6 separate regions of the Mus musculus genome follow, and all the other regions are linked to region 6. A link is a contact called in public Hi-C and promoter capture Hi-C data. All regions are on one chromosome and are shown on one strand. Each heading gives the region's core, a stretch centred on a gene start, on an enhancer-like site or on the middle of the called end of the contact. The rest is flanking DNA. Distances are from core to core; before and after follow the strand shown. Region 1 holds the start of Tcp11l2 (t-complex 11 (mouse) like 2). Region 2 holds the start of Platr7 (pluripotency associated transcript 7). Region 3 holds the start of Pwp1 (PWP1 homolog, endonuclein). Region 4 holds the start of Rtcb (RNA 2',3'-cyclic phosphate and 5'-OH ligase). Region 5 holds the start of Fbxo7 (F-box protein 7). Region 6 holds the start of Mterf2 (mitochondrial transcription termination factor 2).

Region 1 (3,142 bases), core at 239-2,738, 550 kb before region 6:
GCACTGCATCCTTTAGAACTAGAGTGTTCTACAGTGTTTGAGAGCCGTCCAGTGTGGATGATGAGATCTGAAATTGCCTGTGGTCCTCATGATAGAGCAGCAAGGATTCTTAGCAGCCGTGGCTCCACTTTAGGTTGTGTAATTTCTAGAGTGACAGATACAAATGGATACAAATCTCTAGGTAGGTTTTCTTGTTCAGAATAACTTGCCAACTAGGTTCAGTAGCTAACAGTGAGCTTCTAAGAGTGCTTTAGTTCCATTCTTATCCCACTGAACAAGAAGATCTCTTGGGTAGGCAAATGTTAGGGACTTGGTTATAACCTCAGACCAGTCCATGCTGTACAATTGTATTTCTATCTTGCTTTAAACTATTGTCTGCTTTTGGTTTTCTTCTTTCTAGAATGATAGTAGACAATTTGCCTCCACAATCCGATATGATTTTAGTCCTAAACAGGAATATTTCAGCTTATATAAAGTTCATTTATTTTTTTTGTATGACGCTACCCACAAGTAATACCAACTTGTACCTGGCAAAATAGTGGTTCTGTTTCTTTATGCCCAGAAGCAAGCTCACGAGAAGTTATGCTTAGTAAGCCTGACCACACAAGAGCCCCTCCCAGCACTTATTTACATTAAGCCTGGTTGAAAACTCTCCCCAAGATAAGCGCCGCCAAAGAACCCTTAGAAGAAGTAAGACACTTTATCTTTGTGCACAGGCGAAGCCTTCGGAGAGCTTAGGTAGGTGTGGCTCCCAGAAACCAATCGTCCAATTCAAGGGGCAAATCAGGACCCGTGTTTACAAGAACATGTTGACACGTGTGGATGACGCGGTTGGACGCTGATGTGCGTGGGACAGCCTGTTTGGAATGTTGTTGACTCGCTTGGCCCGGTGTGTGTGGCCATTGTGAAGGTGGGCATGTAGTGTTTTTATATTACTGCCGCGAGCGGACACCAGAAGTCTGTCCGTTCGGTTGGAGTTAGTCCATTTCATCCTACCTGGTAAACTGAAAGAAACAGGATTGGGGGCGTCACCCGCTGCACTTAGGCCCCGCCCTTACACAGCCAGGCCCCGCCTCCGAACGCTTTAGGCCCTACAGCAGCCCAGGCGCTCCCGGCCGTAGGCTGCCCCAATTCCGTGTTCACTCCTCTCCCCGCCCCTGGCGGTCCGGACCGTACCACCACTGAATATAGGGAGCACACATTTCTCGTGTGCAAATGGCTTTCTGTCTGAGCCTTCTTCAGCCTTCACGATAGAAACGTGAGAAAGCTATGGTTTTTGTAGACAGACTCTTCAAGAATTTAGGGATCTTCGCCAGAACCCTGCCCTGGATTCTGGCGCCGCGGTGCTATAGTCCCCCTCCAGTTCCTTCCCGAATGGTCGCGCCCAGGGAGTACCTCTGGGCCCTTTAAATACCGCGTGGGGCTGCGGGGGGGCTCCAGAGTTGACAGACTGCTGAGTCTCCCCTTGTCTGCGACGCTGGTTGAGGGGGGATACGCAGAGCCCCGCGACCCCCGCCACCTAGCTTTCCTCGAGTCTCTACGCGGGATCCGGGGGTGCGTACCCATCCCAGGGGAGGGGCCGTGGGATCTGAGGGGACCGCGTCTCCTTATGGCAGCGGGAGGGCTCCTTGTGCCCTCCGAGTTCGGGACATTTGACCTCGGAGTCAAGGCTTGAAGTGGGGCACGGTGGCAGTGGTGGCCCAGGCTCTGCCGGGGCCGCTTGGTCGTGATGACATCCCTTTGGGTGCGTGCCAGCGACTGTGCTCAACGGCGCGAGACGCTCTGGGCTCCCCGTGCGGTCAGGTCCCCAATCCCTCGTCCCTGGAGGAGTGGGACTGAGCCGCGGTGGGGCCCGGCTGGGCCTCGGCCCTATGTTTGGGTCTTGTTGCTGGGTTTCTCGAGAGCTGGGTTCTGTCCCGGCAGTCCCCTCCCCCAAACGTTTGTTTTGACAGGAAACGTGGTGCTGCTAGAGGGAGGGGCGAGCAGAGAACGTGGGCGAGCGGGCAGGACTCCTGGGACTTCCGTTGGACTTGACTGTCCAGGAGGCCAGCTCAGGTCACATCTGGGTCAGACCCTTGCCTTCTCAGACCCTTGCTTTGCCTTGCTTTGGGTGGCGCCACAAAACATAGCAACGAGATTCGGTGGCACGTGGATGACACAGTTATGTGTTTACGTTAGTACAAGAGGAAAAACTTCCATTAAATGAGCGATTTCGCAATGTTTACTTCTAAAATGCGTTTATTAGACTGGGACTGTAGTTCTGTGGTAGAGCACTTTACAGGACTGTAGGTTCTGTCCTCCCCCAACCACAAGAAGCCCAAATCATGTGTTTAAACACAAGAATCCAGTCAACAAAGAAGGGTTTGTTAAACTACCGTTACAAGCAGAGTAGAAACACTTGAGTGGTTCCAGTGAGAATGGAACCTCCCTCTTTCATCGTTGTCTTGGTACCTTAACGGTAAAGAAACCAGGCAACTTGTCTTTGTCCTTAGTGGGCTGCTCAGCACAAGGTGGTGTTCAGCTCTCAGCTCTTAGTTAACCTACCTCCCAACTGATAATTTCAACCAGTTCTTACACTGGTTCCTGGGCTAGGAGTCCCCATCCCACCTCCACCTCCACCCCGCCCCGTCTACTCTGCCTTTTTCCTACCCCCATGGATTTCATACATTGCTCCACTTGAAGTGACCCAGGGCTGAAGGGCGCCTTACCCCCCGGGTGTGCAGCACAGGTGTTAAACTAGGCATCAGGGATGGGGGGGGGGCGGGGGCAACGCTTTCCAGGATAAAAAGTGCTTAGAAATCCTTCCCAATGCTGTAATGACACGTGGAGCACGGGCATCTGCCTTTTAGACAGTGGCTGGCTTGTTGGCTTTTGTCTAGCTCTCCGAGGCGGGCAAAGACTCGATGAGGACCAGTACTGTTCTCTCCGTGCTGTGTTTTTTGCCTTACTCTAGCCTGGTGCTAAAGCACGGTTTGATCGAGGATGGAAATTGTCTGGCATCTGCAAATTTTTTCCGTCAGAGCTCAGTCTTGCCTTTAACCCCCTATCCTATAAGTGCCTTATGCCTGACTTTGGTAAAGTCTTGGAAGGAGAGTACCCACTAAACGCTTCTTGCCACCTCTTTAATCCCCCCCCCCCCAAT
Region 2 (3,004 bases), core at 182-2,681, 570 kb before region 6:
CCATGCTGGAGGAGCCAAGAGTTCTACATCTTGATCCAAAGGCAGCAACAGGAGACTCTTCCACAGGCAGCCAGGAAGAGGCTCTGATTTCCACACTGGGCAGAGCTTGAGCATAGCCAACCTCAAAGCCCAGTGACACACTTCCTCTAACAAGGCCACACCTCCTAATAGTGCCACTCCCTGTGAGCCAAGCATTCAAAGACATGAGTCTAGAGGGGGGTGGGGGGAGGCAGCAAACCTATTCAGACCACCACAGGGTTAGGGTTGGCTAGCTCATTGAATGTTACCCAGGCTGAAACTGCTTTCAGTATTCTCTCGGGCTCTGTTTTAGCCGAGCCTACATCCTATGATACTGTCTGCAGTCTTCTGAGCTCCTGTCAGTGTTGGTATTTTGACATTCACAATATTATCTTCAAAGACTCTAATCACAGAGCCCCATAACACGCTAATATTGATGAAAATTTTGAAATATTATGAGAATAACCAAATTGTAACACAAAATTAAATGAGAACATGCCTTATGGGAAATGGCTCTGGTAAACTGCTTTACGGGAAATGGCACTGGTAGACCTGCCTTGGAAGATGCACGGTTCCCAAACCTTTCACTTAAAAAAAAAAATCACAATTTTCAACCTGATAACAAAATCTAGGTAACACTGTTTCTAAATAAGCAAATTATCTGAACAGATACTTTTCAAAAGAAGAAATACAAGTCTGGAACTAATAGAAAAAAATACTTACCATCTTTAGCCCAGAGAAATGCAAATACAAGCCACAATGAGATTCTATCTCCTCTCAGAATGACTACCAAAAACAAAAACCAAAAAGGTGGTAAGCATCAAAAGAGAGAAGGTAGAGAAACATATAGAATGAATGTCCATTGTGATTCTTAATTTTTAAGATTTTTAAAAATTATTATTTATTTTATGTATGTGAGTCCACTATAGCTGTCTTCAGACACACCAGACGAGGGCATCAGATCCCATTACAGATGGTTGTGAACCACCACGTGGTTGCTGGGAATTGAACTCAGGACCTCTGGAAGAGCAGTCAGTGCTCTTAACCGCTGAGCCATCTCTCCAGCTCCCATTGTGGTTCCCTAAAATCTTGATCTTTATATGACCTAGCTTTCCCACTTTTGAGTATATATCCAAAGACAACTAAAACAGAGTATCAACAAGATGTCTACATGCCCATGTTTAATCATGACAGTATTCATAATAGCTAAGACACTAAGTGACCCTAAGGGCCCTTTAATAGATAAAGAAAATGTGATCTATGTTCACAACAAAATATCATTCAGCCATAAATAAGAATGTCCACAACAAGATCCTATTGCAGAAAACACCACACCTGGTAGTTGTAAGCATGATGAAACCGAGCTGGAATTGAGCTGGAATGTCTCCCCTGACTTGCTCTCTTCAATAGTGCTGGAAAGTGATGTGCAGGTGGCTGGGGTTTGGGCATGGGGGAGTTGTTAAGGCTACCAACTGTGTTACATACCTGTGTACACTATATGCCATACTATTGGTCTGCCAGGCAAGACATGCCTGTGCATGCAGTCATGGCATGGTTGCTATAGAGGTAAACAACTGCTCTCTGATTGGACTTGAGGCCTGCACCACAGGAAGAAATTCATATCTGCTACTGTAAACAAGGTCAAAAGCCCATGGCCCAGGAGGTCATAGGCCCTAGAGGAGAAGCTACTACTGTTGTTCCTAAATGAGCTAGGAAGCCCCAGAGCTAGCTAGCTAGCGAGGTTTCCCACCAGTACTCTCTGGATATGATTAAAAGCCCTTGCCTCAAAGAATATGGTGAAAGAATGGTTAAAACTGATTCTAGACATCAACCTTAAGCTCCACATATGTACGCATACATGTGCATGTTTCCACACATGTGTGTCCACACACATGCAAATACCTACATACTACACACACATATAACACACATACACAATCACACACACAGAGGACAGGACAGAGAGAGGTTGGGGGAGATGTGAATAGAGGTTGGGTTTCATTAGTGCACACTGCATGCATGTGTGGAAATGTCACACTGGATGCCATTAACATGTATAATTAATATATGTTAATAAAAATGAAACAATTCTCTGAAAATGAAATTATCTTAAGAGGACAGTAAAGTGAAGTGCAATAAACTAGTTGTACCAGTTCCTCTCTGCAGCCTGGGGAGGGAAGGTCACCTTCTCTCTTCTCTCTCCCCTCTTTCCTTCTCCCTTTCCTTCCAGCTTCAGTCTCTCCACATGACGAGATAAAACACACTAAAATTTCAAAATCAGTGTCCTGAGGAAATTTAAGGCCTTACCCAAGATCTCCACAAGTTGCTTGGAAACATCTTTTCTGAAGTTTACTATCCTAGCCACTTCAGACTCCATGAACTTGTACATTGAGATGGTCTACCTTCCCGTCTCTGGTCCTATGTGCCTATGCAGGCAATAGTGACATGATGCTATGAAAGCAAACAACTGCTCTCTGATTGGCTGTGAGGCCTGCACCACAGGAGGAAATTCATGTCTGCTACTATAAACAAGGTCAAAAGCCTATGGTCCTGGAGGTCATAGGCCCTAGGGGAGACTGTTATAGATGGAACAGCAGCCCTTCTTCAGTCTCTATGGAAACATCCCCCACGCTCACTTAGAAGGCAGTCTAAATACATAGATATGGTCAGAGACATTGGGGAACTGAAGAGAAATTTAGACAGCTTCAGAGTGAACTTAGATAGCCTCGTGAAAACCAAACCAAAGCAAACTCTGGGGCACGGATGCTAGGAAATGTGTTCCCCTTGGCTGCTCTGCTGGGTGGAGTGCCTCCCTGGGCCCTCCCACTTCCTCCCTCCCATTGCTCTACGTGCATTTGCAAATGCATGTGTGCAAGAACTTGATTAAAGTCTGTATTCTCTCAAGTCTGGAATTCTCCAGCTCACACTGGTCCCAGCCTCCTGGCTCAGCAGGTGCCTAGTTGGATGAAAGGGGCATTCACTGCAG
Region 3 (3,384 bases), core at 14-2,513, 740 kb after region 6:
CAAAACAACTCTAAGGTTCCACCTTACATCCATCAGAATGTCTAAGATAAAAAAAAAAAACTCATGAGATAGCATATGCTGGTGAGGATGTGGAGCAAGGGGAGCAGTCTTTATTGCTGGTGGGAGTACAAACTTATACAATCACTTTGGAAATCAACTTGGCAGTTTCTCAGAAAACTCAAGACCCAGCCATACCACTTCTGGGCATGTACTCAAGAGATGTTCCATCATCCCACAAAGATGCTTGTTCATCAATGTTCATAACAGTTTTATTTGTAATAGCCAGAAACAGGAAACAACCTAGATATCCCTCACCTGAAGAATGGATAAAGGCATGGTACATCTACACAATGGAATACTATTCAACTATTAAAACCTAAGGCATCATGAACTTTGCAGGCAAATAGATGGAACTTGAGAATATCATCCTGAGTGAGATAACCCAGTCCCAAAAGGGCATGCATGGTGTGTACTCAGTGATAAGTGGATATTGTCCATAAAATACAGGTACCATGGTCCACTTCACAGAACCAAAGAAACTAAACAAGAAGGAAGACTCAATCAAGGAAGCTTGAATCTCACTTAGAAGAGGGAATAAAATAGTCATAAGAGGCTGATGGAGGGAGGGAACTGGGAGAGAGGGGAAATGGGGGATTCAGGATCAGGCATGGAGAAGAACAGGAGAGATAGCTATATGGCCATGAAAATGAATGGAAATCTGCAAAGTGGGGGGAAACCTGCATCTCCAGGACGAGACAAAGGCCTGGGATAAGGGAGGCTCCCAAGAATCAGTGGGGGGTGACCTTAGCTGTGACTCTCATTGGGGATGTGGAACCTGAAGAGGCCATCTCCTGTATCCAGAATGGAACTCCAATAGAGACACCAACCCACCCACAAAACTTTCAACTCAAAATTTATCCTGTCTACAAGAAATGCTGGCATAGGGGAGGGAGCAGAGACTGAGTGAATGGCCAACCAATAACCATTTCAACTTGAGACCCGTCCAGTGGGCAAGCACCAATCCCTAACACTATTAATGAAACTCTGCTATGCTTGCAGACAGAAGCATATTGTTCTCTGAGAGGCTCCCCCCAGTAGCTGATTCAGACAGATACAGACACAGCCAAACAGTGGATGGAGCTTGGGAACTCTTATGGAAGAATAGGAGGAAGGAGATAGAAACTCCACAGGAAGCAGTCGTAGATTTGCATACGGCCCCGCCCATCTCATGCAAATTCCCCTCCCCTTCCCCTTGGCGCCTGCGAGTGACGTCAGCGAGCGCCCGCGCCTGCGCGTTGTTCCCCTCCGCGGAGCTCAAGAGTAGTGTCTCCCAGCTCCCAGGGCTCCAACCTGCGCCGGGTTCAAACCGAAGATCATGAACCGCAGCCGCCAAGTGACCTGCGTGGCCTGGGTCCGCCGCGGCGTGGCCAAAGAGACTCCAGACAAGGTGAGGCCTGTGTATGGGGAGATGCCACGGCATGGCCGTGGGCTCGGCCCCGTCTGGGGCAGCACGCGCCCAGCAGGAGCCACGCGATGGGACCTGCCAGGTTGGCCGGGACTGTAGCCATGTGAGGTGTGGCTCCGGTGACCCGGGCGAGCAGAGACCGCGCGCCCCTTCCCTGCCCGGAGCGGGAACCCCGATCCCATCCCTGAGATGCACGAACACGTGGACTTTTTGTGCACTGGGAAGGGGCGGGGGTGTTTGCTTGTTACGAGTTTCTTACGGTGATCCGGATAAAACGTTATGGGGCAGAGAGAACAAGGTGTCAGTGTAACACAGTATGAAGGAAGTTGTACAAAAGCTGGAGACCGTGGCAAAGGAAGCCGGTTACTCAGGCGGTTTTGTTCATTACACAGTGTTTTCTGCAAGCCAAGCGGAGCCTGGAGTTCCGGGATATGTTGGAGCGATATAGGGCAAAGCCCTGTTCTTGACTTTCGGGATGTCAGGGGTTGTAAGTGTCCTAAAAGAAGTGAAGGGGTTGCTATGGGTGTAATTGTCTGAGTAGTGACAACTCGATATGTGATAGACGTGGGAGTGGCCTCGACATGAATTTACATGCGGTGAGGGATGGAAATACTCCTTATAGGTGTAAATTCTACCAGAGTGCAGGTAGTGTTTAGTCACTGTTTTCTCTGGTGTTTTGCCAACAGCAAGCAAGCAGTGTATATTTATAGGATAGGGACAACACTTGCCTTATTAAAAATTCTCCAAAAGAAAATTGTTTTCATTTTAAAAGGGCCATACACAGCTTTCGAAGTATTAAGAGAGTCTTAAAAATCCCTAGTTGTCATGCCCCAACCCCAAGCAATACAAATACCTTTGTGTGTGTGTATGTGTATGTATGTATGCCCATGTTCATGTGTTTGTGTATGTGTGCGCTGTCTGATTGAACCCAGCGTTAGTCAATCGAGATAGAGTGGCTGGCCAAGGCACCAGAAATTCTCGTCTCTGTAGTCCCTAGTGCTGGGATTACAGGTGTCCCCTACACTACACCCAGCTTTTGAGTGGCTTCTGGGATGGAACTTAGATCCACATGCTTGCTCAACAAAAGCTTTACCGACTGACCTCCGGCCTTCCCCGGAGTTTTTCAGTCTTTAATTTCTGGATCTTTCTCAGGCAGAATTGAATGTCATTCTCAGGGAGATTCTTGTTATCTCAACGTTTTTTGTTGTTGTTTTGGAGACCAGGTCTCACTCTGTAGCCCGCTGTGGCCTCAGACTTATGGCAATCCTCCCGTGTCAGCCTCCTAAATACTAGAGTTATAGGTGTGAGCCACTGAAGATCTGGAGGCTCTTTAGTAGAAACTGAGCCGTTGATTTACCTTCATGTGGAGTGTTGCCATTATGGCCAACCCACACTGCGGGCTTAAGTAAATAAACAATACCCAACTAGTGTTGGCCTTTACAAGCTTAATACAGAAGTGTTAGGTCTGGTCTGGTCTGGTCTGGTCTTTTCTCCAGACAGGGTTTTTTCTGTGTAGCTGTTCTGTAACTCACTCTGTAGACCAGGTAGCCTTGAACTCAGAGAGATCCGCCTGCCTCTGCCTCCCCTGGGATTAAAGGCATGTGTTCCACCCCACCCCCCACCCCCACTGCCTTCTTGTTATGTGCCTTAAAGGTACTGACTCACTATTTAGGTGAGGGAATGCCAGTTTTGAAGAGAGTGGCCTTAGTTTTGAACTTCATTAGAACAAAAGATAGCCAAATGGGAAATGTTACTGGAAGTGGGGAAAATAGAGCTGGAATTCAAGGTTGGAATGGGTGGAGGAAGATGGGGGTTATTAGTTCCCAGAAAGAATCCATTTACATTGGGCAGTGATGCTAGGGGAAAAAAGGCAGAGGACGGATGTTCTATGGTTTGATAGCCAGAGAGGGAGGTGCCCT
Region 4 (3,153 bases), core at 493-2,992, 830 kb after region 6:
CTATACCACACATAGCGCTTCATTCTGCATGAACGTCTATACCACACAAAGTGCTTCATTCTGCATGAACGTCTATACCACACATAGCGCTTCATTCTGCATGAACGTCTATACCACACATAGCGCTTCATTCTGCATAAACGTCTATACCACACATAGCGCTTCATTCTGCATGAACGTCTATACCACACATAGCGCTTCATTCTGCATGAACGTCTATACCACACATAGCGCTTCATTCTGCATGAACGTCTATACCACACATAGCGCTTCATTCTGCATGAACGTCTATACCACACATAGTGCTTCATTCTGCATGAACGTCTATACCACACAAAGTGCTTCATTCTGCATGAAGCTGCCACGTTGCGTCTTTTAAGAGGAAAACTTCCAGTCACAATCTAAAAGGATCTTAGAGCATTTTAGATCTGGGTTTAAACTGGAAATGTCCAACCCGTAAAATCTAATCAACGATCTTCAAAACGGAAAAACTGCTCACAAATTTCTGAGGCGATATGTCTATCATGATTTTGCTATTATATAACTTACGCATTATAAAAAGCATCATATATATATATATATATAATATGTATGTGTGTATAATATATATGTATATAATATATGCGTATATATATTATACACACACACACACACACGGATATAATGTACAATTTTCATGTGTCACTTAATAAATTAGCAAGACTCTACCAACCAGCCTTCCCTTCTTCCACACAACAAAGGAAAATACTGTTTCACTGCTGTGGACTTTTTCTCCCTAGTATACCTTGCAAAGTGGTGCAAGGCTTCTCTGTGTAACCAGTCCTGAATGGATCTTCCATTTCCCAGCCTCCAGGGATTATAGGCCCGAGCCACCAAGCGAAGCCTATCAGAAACTTTTTACTAAGACAAAGGACTGCAAATCTTTATTGCATTCTCATGGCATTTATGAGACGGTGTCACTTAACACATGTGCCAAAACCTCACAAGTGTTTTCTTCCTCAACGTTTATCGGAACTTTCGAGTACACACGGCGGTGGCGACAGCAGGCCCAGGGTTTCAGATCCTGGTCTCTGGCTCCCAAGCCTTCAGCTGAAACACATCATTCAGGCTGAGAGAAGTGGACTCGATACGAATTCAGGGTTGTCTTCCTAGATGGGTACAGATAAGTTACCCACCAACTCGGGGGTCCTCCGCCAAGAGCATATTAAAAGCTCGAATCATGCCGATTGTCGTTACGTTAAAACCCAGTTAAGTTTGGAGAATGCCATCTGTAAACGTTAACTAAATATCAGGACTCAAGAGAAACAGAGTTCCTGGCTGGCGGTGCCAACTTGGGAAAGTCCACAGAAATCTCGGAAGACCAGGAACACCGTGTCTGATGGTGCGTGGGGAAAACACGCGTGAGCCCCCACGCTGCGTCCGTCTGTCCTCGTGTGTGTGGACCTGGCGCGTGCAGTCTGCAGAGGAGGGAGACCTGGAACCCCGCAGCCCTGCGCTGGGCGGAGGCCGCCGGTTCGCGGCGGAGTCGCGGCCTGCAGCTCCCAAGGCCGCTGCCCCAACTCACCTGCATGTTGGGCACAAAGCCCTTCTTGATCCTCCAGCAGTTTTTATTGATCTTGTCCAAGAACTGTAGCTCATCGTTGTAGTTACGACTCATGGTGGCGGCGAGGCCAGCGATAGCTCCTGGCTACGCTTAGAAAGAGAAACCACCCCGCAGTCCACCCGCTCCACGCAGCGCCGCCTCTCAGGGCGCAGGCGCGACCAGCTCCGCTCCAGGAGGGAAGATGGCAAGCGCCGAGGCTCAAAACTCTTCGCGCGAGTCCTGATCATCTCGTTACAATGAATTACAGCGCTAGTCTTCACTTGCACTTCCCCCCCCTCTTTCTTTCTCTCCCTCTTTCTTTCTTTCTCTCTCTCTCTCTTCCTTCCTTTCTTCCTTTCTTTCTTTCTTTCTTTCTTTCTTTCTTCTTTCTTCCTTCCTTCCTTTCCTTCCTTTCTTTCCTTCTTCCTTTCTTTTCCTCTTTCTTTCTTTCTTTCTTTCTTTCTTTCTTCCCCTCTTTCTTTCTTTCCCTCTTTCTTTCTTTCTTTCTTTCTTTCTTTCTGTCTGTCTGTCTGTCTGTCTTTCTTCCTTCCTTCCTTCCTTTTTTCTTTCTTTCTTTCCTTTTCTTTCTTTTCCTCTTTCTTTCTTTCCCTCTTTCTTTCTTTCTTTCTTTCTTTCTCCCCCTCTTTCTTTCTTCCCCTCTTTCTTTCTTTCCCTCTATCTTTCTTTCTTCCCCTCTTTCTTTCTTTCTTTCTTTCTTTCTTTCTTTCTCTCTCTTTTTCCTTTCTTCCCCCCTCCCCCTTTCTCTCTCCCTCCCTCCCTTCACCCCCCCCCCTTTTTTAAAGTAAGATCTCGATACTTAGCCTTGGTGAGCCTATGTATCCGGGTTGGCTTCGAACTCTCACAGATACCCTTGCCAATGTCTCCTGACTGCTGCTATTGAAGACATACTGCTTTAAGAATGTTTTTGAGCTGCTCCTGAAACCTCTTCACCCTGGATCAGGTCAACTGCTATATAGAACATACAGTTTGGAGTTCATGCCCCATGAACATTAGTGAAACAGCTGAGCAAGATAAAATACTAATGACGTTTGCAATGTATCAGAATGAGATTGAAGATGTACAACAAACACTCCATTACAAAATGAGCATCCAAAAGAAGCATATCACAACACTGTATCATTTATTTCTACAAATGCTTGTGAAGGAAATCTGCTCTGGCCAGCAATTCCCTACAAAGATGGATAAATCCCTCTTTCAGGGATCACTGTGTTCCATAGCTTTGTTTGGACTGTGTCCTGTGTCTGTACCTTTAAACTTAATTGACTCTTGCTCTTGGGATAAGAAAGCTGGCAGTGATTTGCAGGATAGTCCTACCCTGTGAAAAACACCACCATAGCAATCAGGAAGACTTGGGTTCAGGTTCCGCCTATGCCATTACCACCTTTGTGTGATACATTCCTCTGTTTTCACTTCTATGAAATGGGATCATAATTATTCATAGTGGCTCTGAAGGTCACAGACATGAAACTGGAGGAGTAACTAGACCAGGATGTTAAGTACTTATACAGCCCTCTTCTATCCCCCAGTAACCTAAGGAGTTAAGCAAAGGG
Region 5 (3,054 bases), core at 487-2,986, 890 kb after region 6:
TCTGAGGCTATGTTGTAAAAGACTTCACAGTTTCTGTCTTGGTAATGCTTGGGTCGCTTACTCTCAGGGAATCCAATTATCATGTTATGTGGACATTCAAGTAGATTTCTGGAAAAAAAAAATCTGTGAAAAACTGGGGCCAATCGTTTGATGATATGTGTAGTCAAGTCTTCAGGCAGCTCTGGCAAGAGACCCTGAGACAGAATTACCTAACCACCCTGTACCCAAGTTCCCAATCTACAGAATTTGTGGGTCGACAAATGTTTATTGATGTGGGTTAGTAAGCTTTGGAGGACAATTGATATGCAGCAAAAGATTTTACTAAGACACTGTGTAACAACTAAAAGCTGCTTTAAATTTTGTGGTAACATGAAGGGGCTAAAGGAGTTGGCTTCAGCTTCAAGTTCCTAAGGGCAGCGCCAAGGAAGAAAGGAAGTAAATGCTGTTAATCCCACAGGAAAAAAAAAAATCAGTCCCACAGATTCGAGGAGAAAGACCATCAACCCCAAACCATCATGGCCAAATTAATTAATCAAGCTTTTCTTGGTATGTATACATGGGCTGGACATAGGTAAGGTAAGATTGTAATAGTTCAGGAGTAGGGGGTTTCCAGATGAGGATTTGGCAGGCAAATAGGCATGTATTACCGAAGCAGAACATAAGCATACCAAGTTGGTCATAACAGCCTCTTGAAACAAAGACATGGTTGCAAGGTGGTTACAACAGGGTCACCATAATAACCTTTTAAAATAAAGGCATGGGGCAGTACAGAGCCATTTGTAGCTAAGGTTACAGGTGGGACATAGCCCAATCCTTGAGAAACCTAGTTTGTCTTTACTATAAGATGGCTTTTACGCCTGAGATGGAGGCAGTCTGGTTTATCAAGATTTATCGTGAGAAGTGAAGAGCTATACTGTTGTGGCCTTCAAATCCATTGGGAGAAACCAAAGACTTAGGCTCAATTCAAATTTATATTAAAATGAGTTTATGCTTACTGCTAGCAGAAGGAAGGCAGCTTTAGAGCCCAAACAGCATTCCATAGGGAAGGGGGACTAAGGATAAGATGGGGTTTTAAATTGGACATCAGAAAGGTGTATATTACAACTTACCACGAAATACAAGCTGGGCAGGAAAACTGTTTTACTTTCCTCAGTTGTTTCTCACCTTCCCGCTATATAGTAATTAAAAGATCATTTCATCCCTTTCCCATAGCGATAGTGAGTTTTAAAGAAGCAAAGGCAGCAGTTACTATCCTCACAGCCATTATCCTATTCTTATCTCACCTGCAGGTCTCTAGTACCTCCCAGGCATCCAACAGCCCTTAAGGGATCCCTGGCTCCACATTAACTTTCTTTAGTCATCACAGGGGACCTGTGTACATTATTTCTCAGGCAGGTCTGAGCACTCTAATGACAGGGATAGAGCAGTTCATTTCTGGGCACGGAAACCAGTGACATCAGGTTAGGGCCGTCTGTCATGTCTCCACACTGTTGGCAGCATTCCTTCCAGAGCTAAAGATCCTGCTTGCTGGGAGGGAAGGAACAAACTCGCTCACCCCAGCAGAAGCAGAAGCAGAAGCGTAGAGACTCAAGTGCGCCCAAGCAAACCCAGCGCCTGCGCCGTGCGCGCCTCGCCTCCAGGTGGCGATGTCGCGCGCCGAGCCAGCGATAGGGAAGCGCAGGCGCTCGGCCCTCCGCTCGAGCGGAAGGCTCTAGGGGGCGTAGTCGACCGAGCGGCGAGCGCTGGGGATTCCTCGGGAGCGCAGGCCCGGAGCTCCTTGCTTTCGGTTTCTTCCCGGGGCCGACCGAAGCTTGCGGTCCGACTCTCGCCATGAAGCTGCGCGTGCGGCTTCAGAAGCGGACCCAGCCGCTCGAGGTGCCGGAGTCGGAGCCAACGCTCGGGCAGCTGCGCGCGCACCTCAGCCAGGTCCTGCTGCCCACGTTGGGGTTCAGGTGAGCCGCGTCGCTGTCGTGGGGCTCGGGGGATGGCGCGCTTCGAGCGGTCACGTGAGGCCCGGGCCTCCCGGGTGTAGCTGCACTGGGCGCCTGTGACTGTGACGCTCGGCAGCTGGGTGCTGGCCGGGGTCCGGCTCCGAGAGACCATGGCCCAGCCTCCCCCGGGTGCCGCTGTCCTCCCCGGTGAGTAGTCACTTCCGGGGTTTCGGTCGCTGCGGCCCCGAGGGCGGGAAGGGAACTCGGGAAGCTTGGCTTGCGTTAAATCTCCCGGTGTTAACTTGAGTTTACCTCTGCGGTTGGGATAGTTCAGTGGTTAAATCGGAAAAGCATCGTGCTCAAGGTGACAAAAGTCTTGACACCTTAGGTCACTGTAATTTGTGCCACTGCCCAAGGCTACAGTAACTTTAAAAACAGCTGAGCGTGCAAGTGGCAGACTGCACCTAACTGTAACTTTCTCACTTTCTCACTGTAAGGGTTCAGGAAGTACGCCTGTCAGCGGGCATTCTCTGGGTGAGAATGTTGCTTTTTTTTCACGAATAGAGGCATGACCCTAGAGAGCTTACAGTTTCATGGCAAGTTGAAAAAGGATTAGGTTCTATTACTAATTTATGGGGTTCTATTACTAATTTTTGCAGATGAAGCGTCTGTGTTTCTGCAGAAGATAGTTTCAGGACATAGAGAGATAACTGTATGGACGACCCACTTCAAGTGCTGAGCTAGAAATTTGAACTAGTGAAGAAAAAAAAAATTAAAAAGATGGGCTCTGGGGCTTCTAAAGGGAAAAATTTTCAAAGAAAAACGTTTCCCATTAATTGGCATTTTAAATAAGCCTTTTCACTTTATTTGTAGGGAGTTAAGCAAAGTGAGACCCTGAATAGATTTTTTCACCCTTCCTCCCTGCTCCCATCCCCCCATTAAGTGAGCCTGAGCTACACCTTTATTCTAGCGCTCTGGAGGAAGAGGCAGGGTTCAAGGTCAGCCTGGTCTACATAGCAAGTTCCAGACCAGCCAGTGTTACATTGTGAGACCCTGTCTAATAAGATAATAATGTTAGCCAAACCATTAAAAAAAGAGCATTTTTTCATATTAAAAGAAAATA
Region 6 (3,440 bases), core at 55-2,554:
GCACCATGGACTGCAATGCTCCACCTGGGATGGCTGTGACCCCTCACGTTTCTGCTTCACTATCCCACACAACCCACTTTGCAGCACCGTGTTCTAATGAACTGTCTCCCTGCCCTTCATGGGCTGCCATCACTGACTCTGGGAAAGAGAGGGGCAGGCAGTTCCCGGTGTGTTTTTTTACTTTATAGTAATATTTATCAATTGTCCATTCAACTTGTAGGGTTTTTTTGTTTGTTTTTTTGTTTGTTTGTTTGTTTTAAGCTCAGGCTGCTGTCAGGATGGTAGGCACTAGCTCTCCTGGCCAAACATTTCATATTTCTGTTGGGATCACAGACCATCTGAGAACTTGAGAGTTACAGACTTTACAAAAAAAAAATAAGGAAGGCCCACACCTTTTTCACTTCAGAAATGGCGTTAGCAAGAACTATGAGCAGCCCATAGTGACTGTGTATGCAGGGGAGAGCCGAGACTGAATACTGTTATTTCCTGTAATGAGCAAACAAAGAACACGATGCACAAGGCAATAACAGCAAATTAACAAATCAGGCTATGAAACAATGCAGAGGGCAAAAGTGAGTTACTTTAGCGCAGCTACACTGCCTTGGAATTAATCTCCAATTAGCTGTGACTTTTTAGGAAGTAATATCACCTTTCTGTGTGGGCAGTGTGGGCATCAGGAACATGGGGACGCTATTCCTTGGTGAAAGATCATGTTAAACGAGTTAATAGTAGTTCAGAGTATTAAAAAACAAAACAAAGCCCTCACATCTACTCCTCATTAAACCATAGTTCCCCTTAAAGATGAGGCCAGGATGCAGGTGTAGCTTGCCCAAGGCTGCCCACCTAAGAATGGCAGTCCTCTTAGCCTTGTGTCCTATGTACAATGATGCTCTTGCTAAAAAGGTCACATAGTCTGCTCTCTTATGCAATCCTCTCAAGCAATCCTGAGGTGAGAAATACATTTTTATAATTAAAACAGTCCTCTCAATAAAACCAATTAAGTTCTGATCTGACAGTTTCAAGTGAATTCCAATTTGTAGGCAAAGAACCACAAAGTTGGTCAGAGGAAGGGCCCTGCCAGGACCGCTACCGTGGCCTCTTATTTACGTGTGCAGCCTCCTTTTTTCAGTGCTCCGAGGTGGAGTGCCTGTGTGGACGTTCTCGGTGGGCAGCTGCTAACCCTGACCCCGGTAGGCAGGCTTGAGGCTCAGCCAGAGCTGGAGAAATAGGGTGGCTTACCTGTGGGCAGCAGTCCAAGCACAGCGGAGAGACCTTGGGCGTTGAGCTAAGTTCCCACCCTGTTCCGCAGGCCTCTCCACTCAGGAAACAGATCCTAGGTAACTGGCAGGGCTTCGCCTTGGCTGGTAACCAATCAGAGCTCGAGAAACTGATGTGCAGGAAGTCACGCCTCCATCCCGAGCGTAGCCAATTAGAACACTGTGTACAGGCTCCCGTGGGAATAAGTGAGCCACACTACAGGGTCTATTGCCACCAGTGCCACCTGGCGCTTCTGTCTCAGCAAACTCTGGTGGTTCAGTCTCTTTGTCCCTTAGAGAACGTTACAACTCGTTGAGAGAAAGAGGCAGGGAGGAGGGGCAGATCAGAACCTGTTGTCTGTAATGTGGAGCCATTCAGAATTCTCAAGTTTAAAACTTTGAAACCTGACCTGTCCAAACAAAACAAACCCCTCACATCTGCGGTAAACACCAGGTCTGATTCCCTAAATGCCATTCATCCTTTTTACCCCTAGATGACTTTGCCCAAATACTGCTAAACTGCCTTTTGCTTTACATTCTAAGTTATTCGTGATGCCCACACTCATAAACCAGCCAACCAAAAGCCAGAATCTTTTTCATCCATCCTTCAGATAAATATTTACAGGCTGCCGCCTCAGCACCAAGCATGCGGAACTGCAGCGCTAGGACCTTGGACAGGGCAACAGGAACTGAAACACATTAACGTGGTAACCACAATGAGAGTGAAGTGCTACCCAGGAAAGAGTCCCCTGTGCCCACCCTGTGCTGTATGCAGTTAGAGCAAGGAAAATGGTGTTTCCTAGGCTGATAGCCCGCCTCGTTACCTTTCTAAGGGTCTCTCACTCAGGTTGACACCTCCCCTTCATGTGGAGTGGAGGCTCCTGATTATGTCCTTAGCTAAGAACAATGCTTGATCCACAGTTAAGAACTCCAGAATGTTAATCATATCTGAAAACAGCCGTGTGGTTTACACTTTGTGGGCTTTAGAGGAACAGAGTCCTGACTCCTAAAGATCAGTTCTGATCCTCAGGCTACTCCGGAATTAACTGAGCAGCTACTACCTAGATGAGTAGGTGATCTATGTCCAATAACCCTTCTTAGCACATCAACACTCTATTCATGGATTTTACTGCACACTTTCTTACAAAAATTTGGGATTCATGGTTAAGATGTGCTATCCTCACTTGGGAAAAGGAAACTACAGTCAAGTATAGAAAAGGAATAAGTGGTCACATCGCAGCATGGGGAAGGATTAGACAAAGACAGCCTGGAATTACACAGTAATCTAGGCCAGTTTTGTTTAGTTTCAGGCACTGTCTCAAAAGCCAACCCACACCCCCCATCAGACAATTGAAAAAAAAAGGGGGGGAAGAAAGAAAGTTATAGGTGTTAAAGTCAAGACTTGGAATTGCATGCTGTGCAATCACTTGTTAGGAGAGGGACGCAGAACTGAGAATCATGGTGTGGGAAGCTTGCACCAAGGCTCCACACAACCTGTGCACTGTGATCAAAAGTAGCTGCTAACTCAGCCACACTGACTGTGGCCAGTGACTGGGCTCAGACTTTGCCATCTTCTTACAGTGCGTTTCTAGGGCCTGACACTCAGAAAAAACCTTAGGAGGAACAGGTGATGAGACTACTACTATGTATATTTTCCTAAAGAAAACTACAAAAATCAAACAATTCTGAAGTCTCTATAAGAAATAAAGTTATACTGGGTATAGTGGTTTGAATGAGAATGGTCCCCACAGGCTTGTTTGAATACTTGGGCCCCAGCTGGTGGAGCTGTTTGGGAAGGATGAAGAGGCGTGGCCTTGTTGCAGGAGATGCTTTGAGGTTCTTGCCATTCCTGGGCTCCCTCTTGAGTCTCTCAGTTATGGACTGAGGTGTGAGAACTCAGGTGTTCCGTGCTCTGTGATCATGAACTCTGTCTGAAATACCCACATTAAATTCTTTTATAAGCTGCACTGATGCTTTATCACAGTAACAGAAAAGTAACTAAACAATGGTTATCATTCTTGTACATGTAAAAGTCACTGCTTTAAGGGCATGAGAAAAACATAAGGAAGCTGCAAGTTAATCCAAAAGCATGGCTCCTTCAATTTCTCAGTGCGCAGTAGTAAGAACGCAAGGAGTCAGGAAGCTGGCTGCTTCGTATGCCTTTCCTTTCCTAACAATCTACGG

The links. Promoter capture Hi-C pulls out the DNA fragments that hold promoters and counts their contacts. A called contact is a pair of places that touch in the nucleus more often than the background predicts.
Region 1: a contact with region 6 is called in a promoter capture Hi-C map of neural stem cells. The contact joins the promoter of Tcp11l2 here to the promoter of Mterf2 in region 6. A contact is called at or near these places in 3 of 39 promoter capture datasets (hippocampal neurons, neural stem cells and pre-B cells), 1 of 484 Hi-C or Micro-C datasets (CD8 T cells), 4 of 115 datasets of contacts at active chromatin or transcription factors (T-cell acute lymphoblastic leukemia, forebrain, pancreatic cancer cells and 1 more) and 1 of 9 other capture datasets (adipose tissue).
Region 2: a contact with region 6 is called in a promoter capture Hi-C map of liver, with 4 times the contacts expected there. The contact joins the promoter of Platr7 here to the promoter of Mterf2 in region 6. A contact is called at or near these places in 2 of 39 promoter capture datasets (liver and pre-B cells).
Region 3: a contact with region 6 is called in a promoter capture Hi-C map of hippocampal neurons, with 5 times the contacts expected there. The contact joins the promoter of Pwp1 here to the promoter of Mterf2 in region 6. A contact is called at or near these places in 3 of 39 promoter capture datasets (embryonic stem cells, hippocampal neurons and liver), 1 of 484 Hi-C or Micro-C datasets (B cells), 1 of 115 datasets of contacts at active chromatin or transcription factors (embryonic stem cells) and 1 of 9 other capture datasets (adipose tissue).
Region 4: a promoter capture Hi-C map of embryonic stem cells shows a contact between it and region 6, with 2.8 times the contacts expected there. The contact joins the promoter of Rtcb here to the promoter of Mterf2 in region 6. A contact is called at or near these places in 1 of 39 promoter capture datasets (embryonic stem cells), 1 of 115 datasets of contacts at active chromatin or transcription factors (memory CD8 T cells) and 1 of 9 other capture datasets (adipose tissue).
Region 5: a Hi-C map of B cells shows a contact between it and region 6, with 8 read pairs. The contact joins the promoter of Fbxo7 here to the promoter of Mterf2 in region 6. A contact is called at or near these places in 2 of 39 promoter capture datasets (hippocampal neurons and liver) and 1 of 484 Hi-C or Micro-C datasets (B cells).

What each region holds. Positions count from the first base shown.
Region 1 is chr10:84,575,459-84,578,600 of GRCm38.p6, forward strand. It overlaps Tcp11l2 (t-complex 11 (mouse) like 2), which reads left to right and starts at 1,489. Exons shown (of 10, transcript NM_146008.2): 1 at 1,489-1,554.
Region 2 is chr10:84,551,907-84,554,910 of GRCm38.p6, forward strand. It overlaps Platr7 (pluripotency associated transcript 7), which reads right to left and starts at 1,432. Exons shown (of 4, transcript NR_040658.1): 1 at 1,354-1,432; 2 at 742-804.
Region 3 is chr10:85,870,568-85,873,951 of GRCm38.p6, forward strand. Pwp1 (PWP1 homolog, endonuclein) reads left to right here and starts at 1,264. Exons shown (of 15, transcript NM_133993.3): 1 at 1,264-1,447. The coding sequence starts at 1,376.
Region 4 is chr10:85,956,051-85,959,203 of GRCm38.p6, forward strand. Rtcb (RNA 2',3'-cyclic phosphate and 5'-OH ligase) reads right to left here and starts at 1,743. Exons shown (of 12, transcript NM_145422.4): 1 at 1,565-1,743. The coding sequence starts at 1,657.
Region 5 is chr10:86,020,193-86,023,246 of GRCm38.p6, forward strand. Fbxo7 (F-box protein 7) reads left to right here and starts at 1,737. Exons shown (of 9, transcript NM_153195.2): 1 at 1,737-1,952. The coding sequence starts at 1,831.
Region 6 is chr10:85,126,723-85,130,162 of GRCm38.p6, forward strand. Mterf2 (mitochondrial transcription termination factor 2) reads right to left here and starts at 1,305. Exons shown (of 3, transcript NM_028832.3): 1 at 1,240-1,305.